2 separate regions of the Anas platyrhynchos genome follow, and region 1 is linked to region 2. A link is a contact called in public Hi-C data. All regions are on one chromosome and are shown on one strand. Each heading gives the region's core, a stretch centred on a gene start, on an enhancer-like site or on the middle of the called end of the contact. The rest is flanking DNA. Distances are from core to core; before and after follow the strand shown.

The links. Hi-C and Micro-C count contacts between places; a contact is called where the count stands out from the background.
Region 1: a contact with region 2 is called in a Hi-C map of liver, with 4 times the contacts expected there. The contact joins two enhancer-like sites. A contact is called at or near these places in 2 of 8 Hi-C or Micro-C datasets (liver and small yellow follicle).

What each region holds. Positions count from the first base shown.
Region 1 is chr1:124,609,616-124,615,246 of IASCAAS_PekinDuck_T2T, reverse strand. All of the region lies in intron 1 of LOC110351493 (a long non-coding RNA gene), which reads right to left. Among named protein-coding and RNA genes, the nearest start is that of ICOSLG, 85 kb to the left of the region's middle. Within about 2 kb of position 3,041, at least 2 of the 8 cell types and tissues checked have an H3K27ac peak or open chromatin away from gene starts, as enhancers often do.
Region 2 is chr1:124,475,729-124,481,221 of IASCAAS_PekinDuck_T2T, reverse strand. LOC140001380 reads left to right here. Exons shown (of 5, transcript XM_072032834.1): 4 at 4,104-4,164. Among named protein-coding and RNA genes, the nearest start is that of DIPK2B, 190 kb to the right of the region's middle. Within about 2 kb of position 3,336, at least 6 of the 8 cell types and tissues checked have an H3K27ac peak or open chromatin away from gene starts, as enhancers often do.

The DNA of each region.
Region 1 (5,631 bases), core at 1,792-4,291, 130 kb before region 2:
TGGCATTCTCAGATGCATTTCTCTGAATTTTGAGAGTTAGAAGAACCATTAGATACAAGGAAGGAACAAGAAGACCCACAGCATATGTTCAATCTGCAGGCGAACAGTACTGCCTGTGCTAACCCTAATCCATGTGTATAAAGATATAAAGATGGTCTGGGAAGCTAATTATGACAGGAAAAAAAAAAAAAAAAAAAAGGAAAGGAAAGAAAGACTGTAGGAATTTGCTCCAAATGACAGCAAATGCAGTTGGCAGAATGACTGAAACTCAATCTTTGAAGAATCCCTCCAGGATGTGTAGCTTCTCTGACACAAAGTGAGTGCGCTTATTAGGTGTATTCAATGACTTTTCATTTTCTACCCATAGCCAGCCTAATACCTGTAATTCTTTCTCTCTCTCTCTTTTTTTTTTTTTTTTTTCTGCCATTGGATAGAGACCTGCTTCATACATAGATCAATTTGTTTATTTGCCTTTTGCTTGCTTGCTTACTTTTTTTTTTCTTTTTTCTTTTTTCCTTTTTTTTTTTTTTAATGATGGATGAATTGACTGATAGTGTCATCACAGCCTTGTGAACTCAAGGATAAATTCACAGGCTGTTAGCAAAAGCACTGCCTGATGCCTGTCATCTCTACCAAGCAGGCATTACTCCCTCCTCTCCAGACTCTCAGGATGGCTTGAGGCTCCTTTTCCTTTAATGTCTTATTTTCCACTGAACTGCACCCTATGGTTAATTCTCCTTACTTTACAGCTTCTCCTCACCAGTCTGTGGAGTTCTGTGCATATATTCTGCTTACAGTTCTCACAGTTTGCCAAGCACGATGGGCATGGAGAAACAATGGCACAGATTTTAGAGAATCTGATTACTTTCTCTCCCACCTCTAAAAGTCACTAAGAAACAAATAACTGAAGATTTGTACCTGTTCATTTTAAATGAATCCCAAATGATTTGTGAAGACATGAAAAAGATGGTGTTCAGGTATTGCCCTTGCTTCCCTACCAGATGCCAACAGGGGGAGTTTCAGCTCTGTCTCAGATTTATGCTTCTGACAGTATCCTTGCCTTTAGTGATATTGATCATGAGGGATAAAAGTTATTTATTTTCCCACATTTCAATAACATTTCTTAACGCCTCTTTTCTTTAAAGAAACACTTCTGTAGCTCTTCTATGGATTGAAAATGAAGGTGCAGTTCATATCTGTTGTTGAAATCCTTTTTAAATAAGAGACCAGAGATGGAATAGTTCTGCACCTTGCCTTGCTAGACTGAAAGAAAACTAATTTGCTTCTGAGATGAATCAAAACCAGATTTTAGAAAACTATCTTGATTTCTCCTTTCCCCCTGAAAACCCTGATGACTGAGGCATAGCTGAGCTCTCTTACTCATTTTGTATAAACTAAGATTTGAATGATAAGATCTTAGAAAACCAAAAATCTGCCTTTGGCCTATCAGTTTAAATCAATTAATTCATAGCCAGATAGAAAACAAATGTAGAAAAACTCTCTCCCTTTGCTTTGTTTGTTTGTTTGTTTAAGAAGGAAATAAATGGGGAAGAATTTAACTTGTAAGGAAGTGGAATGACATCTTAGGAAAATGAGGCTCTGTTCTTAGAAGAGGGGTGTAAATCACGCTTATGTGCTAATGAATGAAGGGAGACATTTTTGGAGACACATTTTGTCTCTTTATAAATAGGACAGAATACGTCTGTGCAGAGCTGTAGTCAGTTCTGCTAGGTCCCAGCAAATAAGCTGCAGTTTCTTTTCTTTTCACAAAATTTCTCATTTACTTCTTACACGAAAAACAGTTTTTGAAATTGTCTTGAAAGAACAAGGATGGCATCTTTTCTGTAACATGAACGTGATGTTTTCATTTACTAGTGAGGACAGTACTTTCTGTATATTGAGCCTCTAGGGTTCACTCAAGTTGCATTTCAAGCATTTTTAGCTGCCATCCAGACCAGACTTCAACTTCTGAAACTGTTTCATTTTGGGGGGTTGAAAATACAAACAGATCCAACGCTTTTTAGGAGAAAACTGAAATATCCTGAGTCATCCAGTGAGGGCTGGCACTAGCTCCTATTTTCAAAGACTTCTTATTGCCTCCAACTCTAAGCTTCAAAACTAGAGCTGCTTTCAACTAAGATATTTCAGCTAAGAGAGTCTAAAATGTGATCTTGTCCACAGAGGCCAGGGTGGCAGAAATCTCCCTTAGGCAATCTGTTCTCTGGGGAAATCCTGTAACACTGACTTCTTACAAGTTTATGGAAATAACATTGTTAAGGGATTAAAAATTCTTCGGAGTCAACTTGCCATCTAAATTTTGAATTCAGAAGCCATGTTATTCTCTCCATACCCACAAAGAGGAGGGCCATGCTCTGTGTAATATCCAGGTTACGCTTAAGTAAAGATGTATACTTATAAAAATGTGATTGCCTACTTCAGAAATCCAAATGATGATTCATGTCTGTAGCAACGATCCTCATTATTTTTCTCAGTCCAGTTCTGCAGCCAGTTAAGAACCTTTTAAATTAGCAGCTATCAACAATTCAGTGAGTGGGTTGATGGAGTGGAGAAGGTTAATGCCGTGTCTTGGGGGGAAGGAAGTCAGCTTACAGCTATAGCAAATAGGACATTTTTCTTGATTGGATGAAATTATGTTGGAGAGAAATCCAATAATTCTTGATATTGACATAATTGTATTGTATATGCTAAAATGGCCCTCCCCAGTGGGCTGATCCTGCTGCGTATGTACCAAAGGGCAATGATGGCCTGGTGCGGCTTACCAAGATGGTCTGTCTATTCCCATGCCAGCAGACCAGCCAGAAGGGGTGAATGTCCCCAGGGTATGAAGAGAGGTGCCAAGATCAGTCAGGGCTGGCAGGTTTTACTGGGACAGTTGCAATATTGCAGAAATACAGCTGCCTGGGCCTGACTCTTGAGTCACAAATGAAGAGTAAAAGTGATTCTCAAGGATACTGAAGTAGGTCATCTCCATCACTGACTATGACTCAAAAGTTTCCCCTGAGTATGAAGCCTCATTTCACACCCTCACCAAGCAGCATGGAGATAGGGCTGGAAACCCTCCCATTCCTCCTGCATGAGCACTTCTGGTTAAAGCCCAGACTGGTTTTCCAGACCACTGGCAGAGTGAAAGAGAGGAAAGGCATGTGGATTTAAGGAGGGTGTTTAGATCATAAACTTAAGAGAAGCTGGGAAGTGTCATAGGATTAAGGGATCTATGCAAGCTTGTATGGGTATTTCCACTTGTGCTGTCCTCACACCTTCTCTGAGAGATTTTTGTCCCAAACACGAGGACTGCATGTGTGTTGCAAGATACATTGCAGCGCACCACATAGCCTTGGCTTTTGGCTGTGCCTCTGCTTGTGCGGATATGCCAGCTTGCACCATGTGAGTATGTGCCCTGCTTTCCCCTTGAGAAAGAAACCTGGGTGCAGAGGGGCAGAGAAGGAGCTAAGGTGTGGTGAGTGTGCTTGTCTGGATGGCCATGGGTCCAGGCCCACAAAGTGCGCTAGGGACTTGTGCACCATGATGTTGGTTTAACCAAAATAACCAACTCAATGTGTAGGTTGCTGGCTGCATTACACATGTGACTAGCTTTGCATATAAGAAAATCCAAAGCCTTGTGAAAGAGTAAGTAGAGTAAGAGTAAGGAGGTGGACGTTTGAGGAAAGTACGTAAAAAACTTTTTACTGGTAAGTAAAGTATCTATGGAAAATTACTTATGTGACTATCTATGACTTCTAGACAGGGTTACTTGGACATTAAGCAAAATGGTGTGCTTTCTGGAGTAATGCCAAGATGCTTTCAAGGATTATATATCTTTTAGTCAAATGTGGTACAAGATCTCAGTTGCTAAAGAGAAACGGATGTCTACAGAGGGAAGTAGAAATATCTGTAGAATTGTTGGTTCCAAGAGCCTTGTGTTTAAAAAACAAAATCCCATGAAGCATTGCCAGGAATGGGAGAGGAATGAGAGGCAATGCTTCAAAACAAAACAAAACAACAGAAAAGAAGCAAGTAAGAGTTTTGTCTACCATGTGCTTAGGAACAATAGCACTGAGTCAAAACCTGCTGGACTCAGTTGGGAATGCTGTGGTTTAGCTAGTCCAACTGAGCTGAACTGGAATGCTCTTTTTGTCTTTCAACAAGCCTGTAAAAGTTGGCAGAGATCTGATCAGCTGTTCAAGCCTTGCTGAACATCCCTCAGAGTTCAGCTCTTATATCTCGTTAGGGGCCCAGTAGAAAAATTTTGGGGTTAAGCAGGTTGTAGGCTTAGCTGGCCTGTGTGTTTTGAGACGTGTATGGAATAAGATGGATTTTCCTGCATGGAAGAAAAATGTTTGTTGCCTCAGAAAGATATGTGTTCCTGCACATGTGTGCTGCTGTGCTCTTTTTTTTTTTTGCTGAAGGAGGGGCTTGCTGTGTAAATAGAAACGTTAGCGGTAGTTTAGGGAATTATTTTATGGTTGTGATGCTACACAGTCTAGTTTATTTTTTTGTCTAAAGGCCCATGTCCGAGGAGACTTAGGTTTATCTATGTCAGAACTACCACTGTCTGGTCCTGCATCTTGCTCCATCTCTCTTTGCCAGCACTGATATGTGTCCGATCTTGTAGTGAGCCCGTTCAGGGAGCTAAGCTGATTGAAGATTAATGCTTTTTTTTTTTTTTTTTTTTTTTTTTCTGCAGAATTACTTTTTACCTGTTTTAACTTCCTGAACCATCTCACAGCAGGGTCATAGCAAGGCCTAACACTGGCATGCAAAAGCTAGCTGGAATTTGTGGCTGGGGTGAGAAGGAAATGGTAGGACTTGGATTCATTGAGCTCTTGAGGAACCACAGCCTACAGCCACTTACTATTCTTCCCGCACCACCGCATCTGCTTATTGACCTCCTCTCCCCTTATGTATTTTATATCCAAGTTTATCTGAGTATGGACCCTTTTAACTGAAAATATTATGTATTGCATCTGCATATTGCTGGACCTGCATTCTTCTTCTCAGACTGTGCTCAGAAAGACTGGGCTTTGTACTCAGTGACGTGATGTGTGCACTTGGGTTTGTGAAATGCCATGGGTCCTGTCTTGTAAGGTTTAAATCTCACCACCCTTATGGCTCCCACTCAGGTCAAACCAATGAAGGTACATAAAGAGCTATGAGGACAGTCTGCAGTGACGGTGAAAGAGGAGTGATGTGAACTTATTTTGAGAATGTCCTGGGACGGCAAATGGGTTGGTGTCAATATCTGGGCCTCACGTTAATGCTGGCTGTCCCCATGGAGAGAAGGTCTCACTGTCACTAGGCCTGTGCACTTTCTTCCATGTCCTCTCCTCTTTTAGAGCTGTTTTAGAGCCTGGCCTACGCTTTGCATTCAGGTTTTGTGGAGGCAAGGCTTATGGAGGCACAGAGAGTTTGACAATGTCTGCTAAAAGTGCTCACAGAGAATCTTAATAACATCACTCATCTTCTGAGCATAGGTAGCCTGTGCAGTCATTTCCATTTTGAATATGGCTATGTGAAAGAAAGCAATAGAGCCCAGTGTAGCAATGCTTTTCTACTGTCCTCTTCTCTAAGGGGTCCAGAAGTATCTATAAAAATACGTACTTTCAGATTTCT
Region 2 (5,493 bases), core at 2,087-4,586:
ACTGGATTCCCAGGGGAAGGTTGCTGGTTTGGTGGACACACTCATGATATCAACAGAGATTTTTTCCTATGTGTTGATTCAAGATAGCTATTTTGAAGAAGATAAACTTCAAAATGTTCATAACGTTTCTTATTTTTATTGCTTTTATTTTGTCACTATATAAAAAAGTGAACTTTCATGCCATCTCCACAAGAGCGTTCATAACCATTTTGTGCTTTCTCCTCCCCTTTCTTCCTGCCACAAATTGTCAAACCATTAATAGTTATTTGTTCTGAAATAGTTTATTAGTTACAGTAAACCTGCACACTGTAAGCTGGGCTATATTAATTATATCTTAATAGCCAATCGTGGTGTGTCGTTTTTTTTTTTTTAACATTTGTTTTGTAGTCCAGTTCTTTTCACAGTTCCTTGGGGACTGCAAACTAAAAATATGTTTAACTGCACAGATTGTTCTGGTTGCTAAAGACCATTTCCTTATTCCTGTAAGGACTTGCGGTGGGAGCAGCTCTGAGTTGAACGAAGGGCAAATTTTTGGCAGAAGCCTTCCAGCTAATACCAGATCAGGAGAGCATCTTTCTCAAGTAGATGCTGTTGGAATAAAAAAAATGCCCTTTTGAGAATTAGAAGTTTGAAAGCCACAATCAGAGAAGTAGCTATCAAGGCTCTGCAAGAAAGCTGAATAATTCAAAAATAAAAATCTCAGGAGCATCAGTAAGCTGACTAGTGACAGTGTCTGGTCTTGCAAAATTGCACCTAATATTATCGCTCCACTCATGTTCCACTGGGGGCATACTTTTGTATACCAGTATTAATAGGCTTGCTATCATATAATCAGTAAAATTGTTGCAGTGAGAGCCTTGGAATTTGAGTTCATCCCAATAGTGTAAAATACCTAAAAGGAGAATGGGATCCATGTATGTAAGGATATTTAGAATGGATTTTGCTTAACATCATAAAACATCATCACTCGGGCAAAATGACTTAGAGATAAAGAACCGAATTTCTTGTAATTTCTTGTTTTAAGAATTTGGCTTTTTTTTCTTGTTTTATTTACAGAAATTGAATTTATTTGTTTTAAGAAAGAGATGTTCAAGTGAAATCTGAGAATTTTATTGATGCTAGTGTACTTGTTTTTAATACATCTTGAAAAGTATGAAAATGTATTTTATAAATAAATCTCCTTCCAGTCATAGTATGTGCTTTTCCTGCAGCATATGAAACATGATCAGATGTACTTTGCTATTCTAACCCAAATTCCTTTAAAAATGTTATTCAGAGCCTTAGTTTGTAAATTATTCTGATGTAAAGTTGGGTTAGTGGATCACATTGTTTCCCCTTTCCCTGCAGAAAATACCTGTGCACCACAAATATTTGTTCTGTTTTGTCTTTTTTTTTTTTTTTTTTTTTTTTTGGGGGGGGGGGGGGAGGGAGACTAGAACTGGTTTTTACTTGCAGAACTATTAAACATTATGATGCTTTTTAGTATAATGCTGTAAAGCAAGGAAGTTGTTCTTTTTGTTTGACACACGACTGTTAACCAGGAGTTGTAGCTCTGTTCTTGGCTGTCTCTAAGCCTTCCTGTGTGACTTGGAGAAAATCATTTAGACTTCTTGAAGTTTTAAGTTCTGCAGCTGTAAGCAAGAGAAAAGTAAGTTCTGCAAGAGCTCACTAATGAGGCCTTTTAGTTCACGAGTGTTGTCATGAAACTTTGGGATCCTGAAAAGGAAGGTCCCAAATAAAGGCAAAGGACATAACTGTTGTCTTCTTCCTTGTCAAGATTTGAAAGCACAGTTTAGAGAAGCCTCTTGAAATTCTGTTTCATTCACCCTTTAATAGATCCATCAAATATAAACACTTTTTTCTCTCCCCCCCCCCCCCCCTCCGGCTCTCTTTCAGCTTCACTTCTTACTCCTGAGGAAAATCTACTAAAACTGGTCCATGGGTTTCTGCTAATTACTACTGTATGCCATTTTAGAAAAATGAAGAATTGAAGAATAGTTAAGTAGTTGGAGGAGCTGTGCAGTAAAAGGGGTAGCTTTTGGACAATTCATGAAATAGTCGGTGTCTTTTAATGGTAGGGTAGTCCCTCTGCTCATGAATTATTCATTTTAATGCTTTTGTTATAATGGCGACAGTGTTCAGTCTCTGAGGCTGTTCTGGATAGCCTTCCTCTGCTGAAATACTGCACAGCAGCAGCTACCGTTTGTTTTTTAAACTAATACATCTAAGTCAGTAACATATTGAGTAAATGTATTTTCATGATCAAGAAAATGAGAAAAGGGGAAGAAAAACAACATTATAACTAAGAGGGTCTGTTTTGCTCAAGGGTTTGGTTAGTTTACTTTTCTGGGAGCTATTTAGGGAAGTCATTTAGAATAAATATTTTTACTGATTATTGTATTTAGTATTAAATGCAAAATAGATCTGTAGCAATAACACACATTAGCGTCTTTGCTCTGTATAGCACTGCAATAAAAGGCAGTTTAAAAACAATCATTGTTCATAAACACATTAAGTTTTTCTTAAAACTAATGTTTAAAGATCTCTTTGAAACTTTTTTTTTTTTTAAGATGAAACATAACATAACCACATAACCCACACAGAAAATGTATATGAGTCATGTGCATGCAGAAATAAAAGTTTCTTTGTGGTATCTGGTATCAGTCTTTCATTAAAGCATGGACTTTCCTAAACAGAAATTCCAGTGCAAATGGTTCAGGGTTCTCAGCTCCCCCCTTCCCCCCGCCTCCCTACCCTTTTCTGGTGCTGACTTCAGCCGGTGCGCCTAGCAGGGCGCATTAGGGACCGTCCCTGTGCAGAGCGGGGAATTTGGGGCTGGGGACTACGTGGTACTGGTTTCAATGGACAGAAGCGAGTGCACAAGCACAGCATGCTCTCTGTATAACGCAGTGTAAAACGTGGTGTTTTCTCCTAAGCCATATACATACTCCTAAAATGCCTTCAAGCAACAGATAAGTGTGTGTGTGTGGAGGGGAGGACGGAAGCAGCGAGCGGATAGATGAACGATTAGGTCATTTGGATTTGGAATGAGGGTTTTTTACACTGAGCTCTCTCCTCGTTCCTGGCTGATCAGATTCTCTACACACACGGGGAGCTGAAACTGCGTCAGTAGAGAAAAGAAAACTCCATAGATGGATATAGTGGCAGAACTATAGGGAGTATCAAAGAGGAGAAAAGTTTGAATTGAAAGTATATGTGGTTTAGGGGAATCTGAATCACGCAGTATTACTTTCGCTTTTTCTAGGCTTCTATTTCCTACGAATAAACCATCAGGGAGATAGAAGTTCTGATTTAGATAATGTCTTGCAGTCTTTGGAATAACGCATTCTGCGGGAGGGGGAGTCCTTGCTGTAAAGGTCACGCTCCACGAGCTGAGAGCCTTCCCCGCTGCCCGCACTCACAGCATTTCTTCTGCGAATGTCAGCTGGGGGGCTGTCCCTGAGAATTTTTCCTAGGTTTAGGTGGGTACACCATGGAAAATGGAAGCAACGATAGGAACCCCTCCTTTCCTTTTTCCTGTAGCTCTGCTCAGACCATTCTCTGTTAGCATGGTAGTGGTACAAAGTGTGTGGTCTTTCAGCTCTGACTAATGCATTTTGTGCTGTGTGACTGAAAATGCCTCATAGCCTGCCAGGGCTGACTGAGGGCTGTGGAATGTGGTGCCTTTTCTCTGTTTCTCTGATTTTTTTTTTCTTTCTTTCTTTTTTTCCTTTTTTTTTTTCTTTTTTTTTTTTTTTTTTTCAGAGAAGTGTGTAGGCAGTCTGTTGAGAAACCTCAAGATGCAGGGGAAATGCTTGCATGTTGTGGAATGTGGCTTCCCCTGGGAGACCCCCGCCAGGCAGGCAGTGAATGAGCAGGGCTGGAGAATGAGAAAGGGAGGAGGTCGGAGGCAGAGAGAGATAGGAAAGAGTGAGAGAGGAGGAAGGAAGGAGGTGGAAACGGAGGGGCCCGTTTCCCTTTTTCTGAAGCAATGACAGCTGGTTCTGTCCTGACTCACATGACAAAGTGCTGTGGAGAGCAGTGCTTGAGCTTGAAGCCAGCCAGCAGGCATGGTCAGCTGATTTTATTTTCTTTTTTTCCAGACTTTGGTCAGCTGATCTGCAGTGACTGGTCAGCCCACCAAGAAGGTACCTCAGCACGCAGGTAAGAGAGAAGCTGAACACTCTTACAAGAATGCAGCTGGGGGCAGGGGGTGCAAATAGCCCTAACATTGCTTGAATAGTTTAGAAAAAATGCTCCGGGTTTGCTTTGGTGTGTAATACTATGATTGTCCTTTCAATGCTACTAGTGCTATTCAGTCTTGTTCTCTCTCTCTTTTTTTTTTTTTTTTCCTTCAATCTGTCTTTAATTACAATTGGTGCAAAAGCTTTATTGGAAAAAAGACCTATTGTGTGTTGCTAAATATAGACCTGGGGATTGCATGAATGTTGCTTTCTTACTTTTTGAATAAAATAACTTTCCGTAATTTAAGTGTGTCAAACTCATATTTAGAGGGGAATTCCCAAATACTTAAACTATGAGTCATAAAAAGTTAAAGTACCAGTACAACAGCTTAGGATAAAAACTCTGTTCAGTCATGGGTAGCTGCTTTCATATGTGTTGGTAGTCTTAAAAAAACAGAGGTGTGCAAAAGCTGGAGCATTTTTAACTCTGCTGACCAGAACCCAAAACATGCAGAGCGTGGGCTAAACATATGATTTGAGAGGAACATTGTTAGAATGCTCTCAGTTTCATGCATGTTTTCTTTCATTGTTTGTATCTAAAAACTTGGTGATAGTCTTATGTCCTGAGGGTGTTTCAAAGGACTCTGACTCCCTAATTACTTTATATGATGGGAAAAAAAAAAAAAAAAAAAGGAGAACCGAAAATAATTACACTTACTGCAAATAAGTGAAAAAATTACAAAATAAAAATACCTACTGGGCATTACAGTTCAAAGTGTCTTTCAGCTGGTTGTATGCCTGCCTATCATGCCACACTCCTTCTCTTTAAACATCACTATGTAATGCAGCTTCCTTACCATTACTTCTCTTTATTGAAAGATCTCAGATACTCTCTGAAAGCTGGAATGTCTTGTGCTGAAAGATGCATTCATGAGTTTTTAAGATGAAAATGTTGGCCAAATGTTCCCAGCTCCGACATGTAGCTCTGAAAAACTCTTTTTGTTCTGAGGTTGAAGATTTTATTTTGACAACTTGTTGCAGAAATGTTCATATTTTGCTAGTAACCTTATTCTTGTCTACTATTCTGCATTATTTAAATAAAAACTATTTGAAATTTGCTTTTTTCTATCAGCATGTGCAGTGTCTCATAAGATTCATGTGCTGTACTCAGTAGGGATGAAGGTGGATGACTTTCCAACTGCTTTTCATTTCATGCTCTTTTCTCTTCAATAAAAACATCCCTGCTCGTATTGCCTTATAACAGCCAATGCTCAGATGAACTTAGCTTTTATCTAGGGGAAGGAGAACC